Regions from separate parts of the Zea mays genome. Here region 1 is linked to region 2. The links are chromatin contacts, called in public Hi-C maps. All regions are on one chromosome and are shown on one strand. Each heading gives the region's core, a stretch centred on a gene start, on an enhancer-like site or on the middle of the called end of the contact. The rest is flanking DNA. Distances are from core to core; before and after follow the strand shown.

Region 1 (4,942 bases), core at 32-2,531, 240 kb after region 2:
ACTTGTCTTTTCAGGAGTGGGACAAAGTTCAAATAGTAGTAATGCGACTTGCTCTGGATCGACACGTTAAAAACCGGGGCCTAGCACCATCAAGGAAAAAGGGGCCTAGAGATGATAAGCTAAATAATGAGCACTATTTTCCAACCAAAAAAGTTAACGAAAGGTTGTGGTGCGCTTAATCTGCACTAAAACCTCAGGACTGACTTTTTATTAAAACGTTTTCAGCTCAAGTGGTGAAGTGGAGATATTTTACCTCCCTCTGAAGTGCCTCATCAAGCTCCTGCTTGTCGTCAGCAGTGATGTCCTTGGCATAAAGCTGCCTCAGGCAGTTACGGATCCTAAACAACAAAATCAAATCAACAACAGGGGAGCATTTAGCATTTCCTTCCACAAGCATGAGCCATGAGGGGAACCAAAGGACATCGAAGCTACCACAGTAACGCAGTAACGCTACGATTACGATCGCCCTCACCTTCCATGCTTCTGGAGAAGAGACCTCCTCACGGACTGTGTAGGGTGGGCGGTGAAAACGAGGTCGACGGTCTGGTTCTTGAGCGCGTCGAAGACCTCCTCCCGCGACTTGCCGAGCTGCGAGACGAGGCGCTTGAGCGTCTCCTCGATGTCCGACTCCGTCGGCGCGGAGGCCTCGTCGGCGAAGTCTCCCCGCTTTAGCTTGATCCGGCGACGGTGCGCGATCTGCACTTCCTCGGCGAGGTTAGCGAGGTTGAGCATGTGCGAGAAGGAACTGGCGACGACAATGGAGTCCCCCGGCGGCAGGCTGGTGAGCTTGCTCCCGAGCTCGCCAAGCCGAGCCTCATCCCGGTCGTTCTCGTACTCCGCCGAGAGCTCGTAGCACTCCTGCACCTGCGCACGCGAATAGATGTCACCTGGTCAGTCGAAAGTCGAAACACGCGGATCTGGGGGTGAGGAGGAGGGGGTATTGATGTGATCGGGGGGCGTACGAATTCGCGCAGGTGGGGGCCGTGCAGGTCCTGGAGGATGTCGAGGAAGCGGTCGACGAGGAGGGCGTCGTACTCGACGAGCTTGTCGTCCTCGGAGACCTTCCCGGGGGCCAGCAGCCGCAGCTGCGCGTCGATGGACTGGTGCCGCTCCGGCATCGCGGCGCAGCGAATCCGACCGAATCAAATTCCCACCCGGCGGCACAGACAATTCTCTGCCGCCTGCGAGCCCGCAGCGGGCGTGGGAAGTGGAGAGTGATGGCAACCGCTGCTCGTCTGAGAGCGGAGGAGGAGGAGGAGATTGGCTGATTGGGCGGTGTGCGCGGCGGAGATGGGTGGGGAGTTGGGAGTGTGCGTGTCTATTTGTACTGGGTCGGGAGCCCGGGGGTGATGGTGATCGTGTGTGGCGGGGCCCGTTTGGAGAATTTTATGTTGCTTTGCTGAACCGTGCGCCTCTCTCATGGTCACATGACTCATGCCAAGTACAACTGTAAAAGTACTTTTAGTTTTGCAGATTGATCCCTAATCCCTGTGGACTTGGGGATTAGTTGTAGTTATATTTTTTCTGTGAATAAGAAAATTGCCGTGTCTATTTTTGGAATTCTCCATAGGCCATACAAATCTTAGAGAACTCCCTAATTAATTAGAACGTATGCGACCCTTATAAGGGATTCAAATATAGTTGTTCGTGCTTTGCTACGGTTTTTATATATTATATTATTAAAATATTTATTTAAATAGAATTATTGTTTTTTAAACACTAAGTTATGTGTGATTTGGTGTATAGCTCTAAATTTTTGAAGCAGGCTGTGTGGGTTCGAGTACTCGTTTTGCACTATTTTTTGGTATAATTATTGTTTATTTTTAAACATTAAGGTTGAGAGCGCTGTGTGGAGGGTGAAGTTGTGGTAGCACCCTACCCACATTAGGTTCTTAATAGATTATAATAACTAGTCAGTTGCTCGTACTTTCCTACTATTGTTATATATCCTATAAATTGGTATTATTGAGATATTTATTTAAGTATAATAATAATTTATTTCTAAACACTAAGGTATGTGTGGTCTGGTAGATAGTCCTAAATTTCTAGAGTAGGATGTGGGTTTGAGCCCTCACTTTGCAATATTTTTTGTGCGGGCGGGGATTTTCAGTTTACTTCCATCCATTGCATCACCGGGGTATATACTTTAATTAGGAATATTGAGAAATCAGAGGTTCGCGTGAGGTGTGACGTTGCATTGTCGTGCATCTTGCAGAAAAGGTCAGCATTGTAGTTAATTAATCAGGACATAGATAAGATTTCCAATATGCCACTTTGATAAACCATATCTATTAATATATTCGATGAAAAAACAATTTATGAAAATATGCTATCTTAAATAATAATTGCCCATTTTATGATATACTTGTTAATGGCCTTGGGACAAAATTGTTATATGATACTCCCTCTAAGTATTGTTTTTTACGTTTTGGACAGGATTACACATACCAAGGAGTCCTTAATTAGAGGTGTGATTTTCAGTCTTGCCCATAATAAATGGGCTAACACCCTTCTGTCCTAATTGGTTAGGCTATCCGCAACCGTTACCCCTAAATTTTTCCTCTTATATCACTTTTTCCACCTATTTTTCCCTCTATTCTTTCATCTCCCGCAACGGTTCCCCTAAATACTCCCCCTATATCCCACTACCACTATAAAATATCATTTTCTATACCAACTATAAATTTTTTATCTACTAACAATTACTCGTGGACCCACAGCACAGTGTCGTAGGGGGTGAACAGTGAAACGCTAGATTGAGGGAGAGAGAGAAGAGGGCCGCTTCAAAGAGTGGCTTACAGGGGGCAACGTTGCGCGGTCAAGGGACCTCTACGAAGGGGAGGGGGCTGCTTAGCGTTGTGCGCTGCAGACAGCCTTATAGCGTTGCCCATGACTGCTTTTTGTGGGCTGTGTTCGAATTTCTTTGGCTATGTGTCCTTTTTTTCATGTGTTTTTTGGCGGAGCGCATTTTTTCATGCATTTGTTTGGGTGAGCGCAAGTGCAAACCAATGGACTATATAAATGCATGGACACAATATTTGATGCACACCTTAAATGATGGTGGAACGTCAAAAAACAGTACACCGGAGGGAGTACTTGTCTATCGAGACTACCAAGCGTGTAGTTATTGTAATGTTCTCACTCCGACCCATAATTAAATGTTCTCAAATAAGACATGTGACATTATATAATAATATATTTAATAGGGCTATGGATAGTCATTTACTCATTTTTTATTATTTTTTCTTCAATGCCTTCTTGTTTTGGTTCATGGTATACAGAGGTGAGCATAATTTACTAAAAGAAAAATGAAACGGATACTAAAAAACTAAACCAGGAATATTGAATTTGTTGGTCATGTGTAAAGGTTCCTATGGGATACCAAGACATGATAACACAATTAAATTGATCATACCTTCTCCCTTCTTTCACTCATAGAGAGAATATGTAGTGATAAGGTTGAGTGGCAACTTGAAGGAAAAATGTAAAGACGAAAATCTCTAGACACATCTGTAATCCTTCGTTATCATTATTACGGTTACAACTTGTTACAAAGTTACCTTCGAGATACACGTGAAGTGTCCAATGGTAATTGTACTTGGGAAGCTTCGAAGGCGGATCGTTTAATAGTGTGCAAGCATGCGAATTGTTCAAGGACACCCTTCTACATGGGCATTGTATCTCTATTTATAGGAACAAGGTGACGTACAACTTCATATGCAATTATGTTTGTTCACTTAAACTCTATGTGCATGATTCACAGAATTCGTTGACATAATCGTTGTATTTTCCTTCACAAAACATGTTGTTCAAGTCTACTCAATCCTCCTTTGCTCTTATGACACCAAGGAAAGCATCCGATCCTTTTAGAACGCTTCGTCCAAGCTCTAGTGGCAAAGTTGTTACTCCCTTCTTGGTGGTGAAGCTCTCATAGTCAAATCTTACGTGGTTAACCCTGAAACAGACTTGAAAATGAATAGAGCTCAATAGTTTGAGGACCTTTGGTAAAGGCACACCCCCAATAGAATCCTTATTAGTTTTTAGGTAACAAAGAGCAGAATAACCAAAGTGGTGGCAAGTGTTGTGTTGAACCTTAGCACAACCGAGAGCTAGCATGCATGAAGTTTAAAGAGGTTTGGGCTACAATATGTGTAATACCCTACATTCTCTTGCTATTCATTGATTGATAAACACAAAGGAGAAAAATATTACAAGATCATAACCCATTGAGCGTCATGGCTTCCTAGCTCCCCCATTATCTCTTGGTTCTAGTGTCAGTTTGCTTCTATTGGTCCTAATCCACCTTTATGTCGGCCATCTATGTAGAGTACATCAAACCTTGAATTGAACCCCTATGATGAGCGAGAGGTTCTATATTGAATCTGTCGATACCATGAAACAGGGGTACCCTCTTCTACAGTATGAAGACGCTACACCCGTACGACACCTCCAGGTCACACGGGGAACGACACCCGACCCCACCACATGGGCAGGCCTAAGGGCGCCACATGGCGAGGGAGGATAATACATCCTAGGAGGCACCGTTGGATCCGGACCTCCACAGAGGAACATCGGACCCCTGTGAGTACGAGTCCGGAGTTCCCGAAGAGACATGCCGGGTCCCTTGGGTGGGTCCCAGGTCCCCCCCCCGAGTGAGGTCCGGACCTTAGCAAGGTCCCGGGGCGGGGAGGACCCTGGCACAAGCAAGGGTCCGGTGCCGACACGTGTCCAGGCCATGCCCTACACTCCCCGCTCAGACGGAGACCCGCCGTGGGCGCGTGGCTTGTGGCTCGCGACATAAGCCAATGGGCCGAGCCTGACGTAACGCCCATACGGCTGTACAGTCTTTGCATTTATTACGGAGAGGACACGCCGCCTGCCACCACGCTGATGAGCGACGCGCCCTCTCGGCATTTAATGTGTCCTGTCCAATCCGCCGGCA
Region 2 (4,664 bases), core at 619-3,118:
GTTTGAGGATTACACCTGTCTTGAGTTTTTATATTAATAATCTGAATAGTAAGGTTCGTTGTACCTTGTAACATTTGAGTTTAGTTGTTGGCTCTGAATTCTGAAAAAATATTTTTTTTACCAAATACAACATCAGATGTAATTTTACTACTGTGATTAAGTTGTATCACATATTCACAGTAGTATTATTGTGTTCTTCAAGCAAGTCAATTACAGTGAGCTTTTAGTCATGAATTTACAGTAGTCTATGAAAGATCATTCTTGAATTTTTGCCTTTAAATTGTCTTGTTAAATCTTGTATACTACACTACTAGGTGAGTGCTCGTGCGTCACATGTCCGAGTTTCTCTTCAATGTCATCCCGGACGGCTCGTGGATGTCGTCCTCCATCTCATAACAGTATAACACACATTTGTATATATAAGTTATCGAGCTATTATATGATCCCGTTGCAACGCACGAGCACTGAGCTAGTTATTCATAAAATTAGTAAGAATGTAGAATGTCCACTGGACAACTAAATGAACCAGTGGAATACGATACACAAAACGATCGTTTCGTTTGCTCATGACTCAAGACATGCTATCCAATTGCTACTTCTTGGTTGCAACGCTTGACCAGAACCCAGGTGTCCTGTGCCTTACCCATACTATGCAGCAAGTGCAAAGCATATACTACTAGTATACTCTCACCACATTATTAGCAGCAGGATCTTTGGCAAAGCATGAGCCTCATTTTTTTTCTCACCCAGCTAGCCTTAGCCAGGGCCTGGGAACTGGCCTGGTACCGACGCCGCAAAGTGTGCAGCGTATCTCCTCTCGTCTCATCAATGCGTAGTCGCCCCGCCCGCCCCATTTGCATGCAGCCCAGAGGCAAAGTGGACGCTTTTTAGGGTTGGTGCCCCCCCTCCTCCTCTCCAACTACTCACGCACTTGTACCGTCTCGTTAAATGCTGCTGGCCTGCCGCTGCACATGAGGAAGCTTTTCTCGCCATGCCAGGGTACGGATCGTCGCCCGTGCATTGTTGTTGTGGTAGCAGCACAACGGAATGCGGCTGTAATTCATAAATTCTGGCGAATAAATACCGTGGCAGGCCCGCTGGATGTAAGGGCACGGTTAATTGAGTCACGGTCATGTGCACACCAGTACCGCGCGCGGGTGTGTGTTTGTGTTTGTCCCTCTGAGATACAGAGTATTCTGCGCACCAAATTAGGGTTTGTTTGGACAATCTCGGATTAAAGTGGATTGAGGTGGTATGGAACGTATCGAAGTGTAATATGAACTAATTTCTCTTTCAATCCCTCCAATACACCTCAATTCACTTCAATCTCTCTTTGCACAAACAAAGCCTTAGGGATTTAAAACAACCAAAAGTGAGGGGAGGGGGGACATAGGGCAACAAAATTTTATCTGTATCAGACACCTTGCGATCAAGGAAAAACAAGCTGATTTAGCAAGTGTCAGTGATCAAGTAAAACAAGGCAAATTCGAAAGTGTGAATATCAAACAGTACCGTTAGGCCGCTGCCTACGACTTCCTCGTCTCAGTGATGAGAGGCTCCACAGTCGTTGTCCCTTGCAAATTGCAACTGCAAAGCGCGGCCCTGCTTGCCGGTAGGAGGAGGGTCCCCGCCCCGGTTTATAGTAACCGCAGCAGCAGCAGCAGGTTTACGGGCGGAGTGAAGGGAAGCCGCGCCGCACCCGCAGTCACTCTCGCCGTCGCAGCACAGCGGCAGGGCAGAAGCGGCTGCCCCTGCTGCGTTTCCGTCCGTCGCCCGCCCGCCCGCCCGGCGCCCGCTTCTCTTTTGCCCGCCTCTCTCTCTTTTGCATACGCCTTTCATCTCCACCCCAGTCCCCACCCGCCCGCACCGAGGAAAAACTTTTTTGAAAACAAAAAACCCCCCACTCCCACGTCCCACCACCTCGCCTCGGCCGCTGCGACAGTGCATACGCCCCCTCCCCTCCTGACTCCTGTTGCGTATACACCGTATGTGTCTACTGTGACTCCGGGTCCCGGGGGGGTAAGCGACCGAGCAAGGCTTCGTCTCCGGCGGCGGAGGCGGATCTGGGAGGGATGGGGAACCGGATAGGCGGGCGGCGCAAGTCGGGGGTGGAGGAGCGGTTCACGCGGCCGCAGGGTCTCTACGACCACAAGGACATCGACCAGAAGAAGCTGCGCAAGCTCATCCTCGAGGCCAAGCTCGCGCCCTGCTACCCGGGCGCCGACGACGCCGCGCCCGGCGGAGGGGACCTCGAGGAGTGCCCCATCTGCTTCCTGGTAAGCACGCGCGGGGAGATCTCCCCCCACCCTCACGCACCCCCGATTTCGGCGTCGGCGGCGTCGGCGGCGGCGCCGTCTGCTGTGGCGGGAATGCCCGACCACGGTCCACGGTTAGAGACCTGGACTGAGGGGGGAAGATTTCGGCGGGGGGGTTACTGGGTCCATTGGCGCCTGACTCTGTTGGATTTGCGTGTGCCGTTGCCGCGATTCTGTTACTGACTGGGTGGGGGGAGGTCGACGACCGTGCACGCGGTTCTAGATGCTGTGTGCTCTGGAACCTCCTCCTAGGACCGTGGGTTTCAGTACGCTTAGCCACGTTTCTAGGCTAACAGCACAATTTTGTCGACTAGTTCTGCAAAGTGCAGTCACGGCGGCGTCGTATTTTGTTTGTTCTGTGCGCAGGCGACTGTTACCTTCTGCTCTGCTTCTGTACGTGCATTGTTGTTAGGGATATTCTAGGGGCTTGTTTTAGGACCAGCCGAACATTTCCGTGTTTTCAATGACTTGAGAGTACTTGACTGTTTTGCCTGATACCCCAGAGTTGCCAACAAGTAGTCAAAAGCGCGGTAACGGTGGGCATCATTGTTTTTTTTTTGTTCTGCGTATGTGTCTGGGATGGTACCTACTGCTCATGCTCTGCTAGGACATCATACTGTATATGTACATTGTGCAAAATGCGCTACCATGTTGTCCTAAGATTGTTATCACACCACATTTGATGCTTTGATCATGTTGTTTGGAGAATTTTCTGAATTCCTTTTGGATGGCTAACCGCTGTGCTATATGAGGTTATGAGTGCCACCAGTGCCACCAGTGCCCCATTGATTCTAATTCCTGGAGCAACATGGCTTACGAATGTTCTACTGTTCTACTCCTATGTGATGGTAGTGTGGTAACAGGCTTGCACATCACTTGAAATGGGCGTATTATACGAGCCTCGCAAGAAACTGCTCCAGTTCCATGCCTAGTTAGCTCAGTACCAGCGTATTGGGCACTTCTGTCTTATGGTTGTATCGTTACATCCTTTGTCTAATCCTCAATGTGAATCTGGTTATGCTCTTGTTATCTGGGATTTTTAATCTCATTGCTATTGCAGTACACTTAATGATTTGGTTGCCTGATTGGTTGATTCTGTTGTATGGAATTTTGTTTCTTAGATGTTTTCAATAGCTCGTGGCGTTTTTTTTTCCGCATCTACATGTCTTGTTCAGTTGTTTTTAGTGTTACTAGTTGGGCAGGACAGCAAGTACTGCATTTTGATCACTAGCTTCAAAAGTACCTCAGGAATTTGGCCAATGATAGTGAAGAATAGGATGGTCTATTTGGTTCTTAGAAGTATTTTGGGGTTCTGGTTAGTTGGCTGTTTAACTAATCAGATAGAATCATCAGTTGTTTTGTGCAAGCACTGTGTTATCTCTCCTTGAGCATTTTCTAATAAGATTGTTTCAATTTGTTGCAGTACTACCCAAGCCTCAACCGTTCAAAGTGTTGCTCAAAGGGGATATGTACAGGTAATGCATGCATCCTACTGTTGATTTAGCCATCCCACATCTGCAAATAACCTTTGCATATCCTGTTTGGCATTTTTACAGAGTGTTTTCTTCAAATGAAACCAACTCATACTGCTCGACCTACACAGTGAGTATCCTTTATTTCATCTCATCTTAGTTTCATATTATTTGGTGATTACATGCCTTCTTATGAAAAAAAAACTTGGTCGCTGAAGGTGCCCATTCTGCAAAACGCCTAATTATGCTGTGGAGTATCGTGGTGTGAAAACAAAGGAGGAAAGGAGCATAGAGCAGTTTGTAAGTCTTAGCCTTTAAATGCCTGCATATTCCATTTATGCATTGCCAACTTCTGTACAGTCTTTAGACTGCAATCTGCATTTGCTGTAGCTTATGTATAACATATTGCAGGAAGAACAGAAAGTCATAGAAGCACAGTTGAGGATGCGCCAAAAAGAACTCCAAGATGAAGAAGCTAAAATGAGAAGAAAACAGGGCAGGTGTTCTTCTAGCAGAACGGTAACACCAACAACAGAAGTTGAGTATCGAGATATTTGCAGCACATCCTTTTCAGGTTAGCAGTGGGCATAACTAATATGCTCATTTAATAATGCTATCTTTCTGGTGTAGTCTTATCACTTACACAGCCATAATGTCATTACCTCTGTAGTGCCATCATATCAATGTACTGAGCAAGGAAATGAATGCTGTTCATCTGAACCTTCATGCTCTAGCCAGGCTAACAGGCGGCCTTTCCATTCTAGACACAACCGGTATGTTCATGCTATCTCTTTTATGTTTCACATGAAACCATTCTATTTTTGTTTGTTGTAACTTACAATTTGCAACGTTTAAATATTACGGAAACTTGATCTTT

Evidence for each region. A called contact is a pair of places that touch in the nucleus more often than the background predicts.
Region 1: a Hi-C map of tassel shows a contact between it and region 2, with 4 times the contacts expected there. The contact joins the promoter of LOC542479 here to the promoter of LOC100276421 in region 2. A contact is called at or near these places in 4 of 25 Hi-C or Micro-C datasets (bundle sheath, ear, endosperm and 1 more).

What each region holds. Positions count from the first base shown.
Region 1 is chr5:147,578,038-147,582,979 of Zm-B73-REFERENCE-NAM-5.0, forward strand. LOC542479 (phosphoenolpyruvate carboxylase 7) reads right to left here and starts at 1,282. Exons shown (of 10, transcript NM_001112033.2): 1 at 963-1,282; 2 at 473-864; 3 at 254-338. The coding sequence starts at 1,118.
Region 2 is chr5:147,337,035-147,341,698 of Zm-B73-REFERENCE-NAM-5.0, forward strand. It overlaps LOC100276421 (GW2), which reads left to right and starts at 1,869. Exons shown (of 8, transcript NM_001150219.1): 1 at 1,869-2,276; 2 at 3,739-3,790; 3 at 3,872-3,917; 4 at 4,006-4,087; 5 at 4,199-4,361; 6 at 4,458-4,560. The coding sequence starts at 2,073.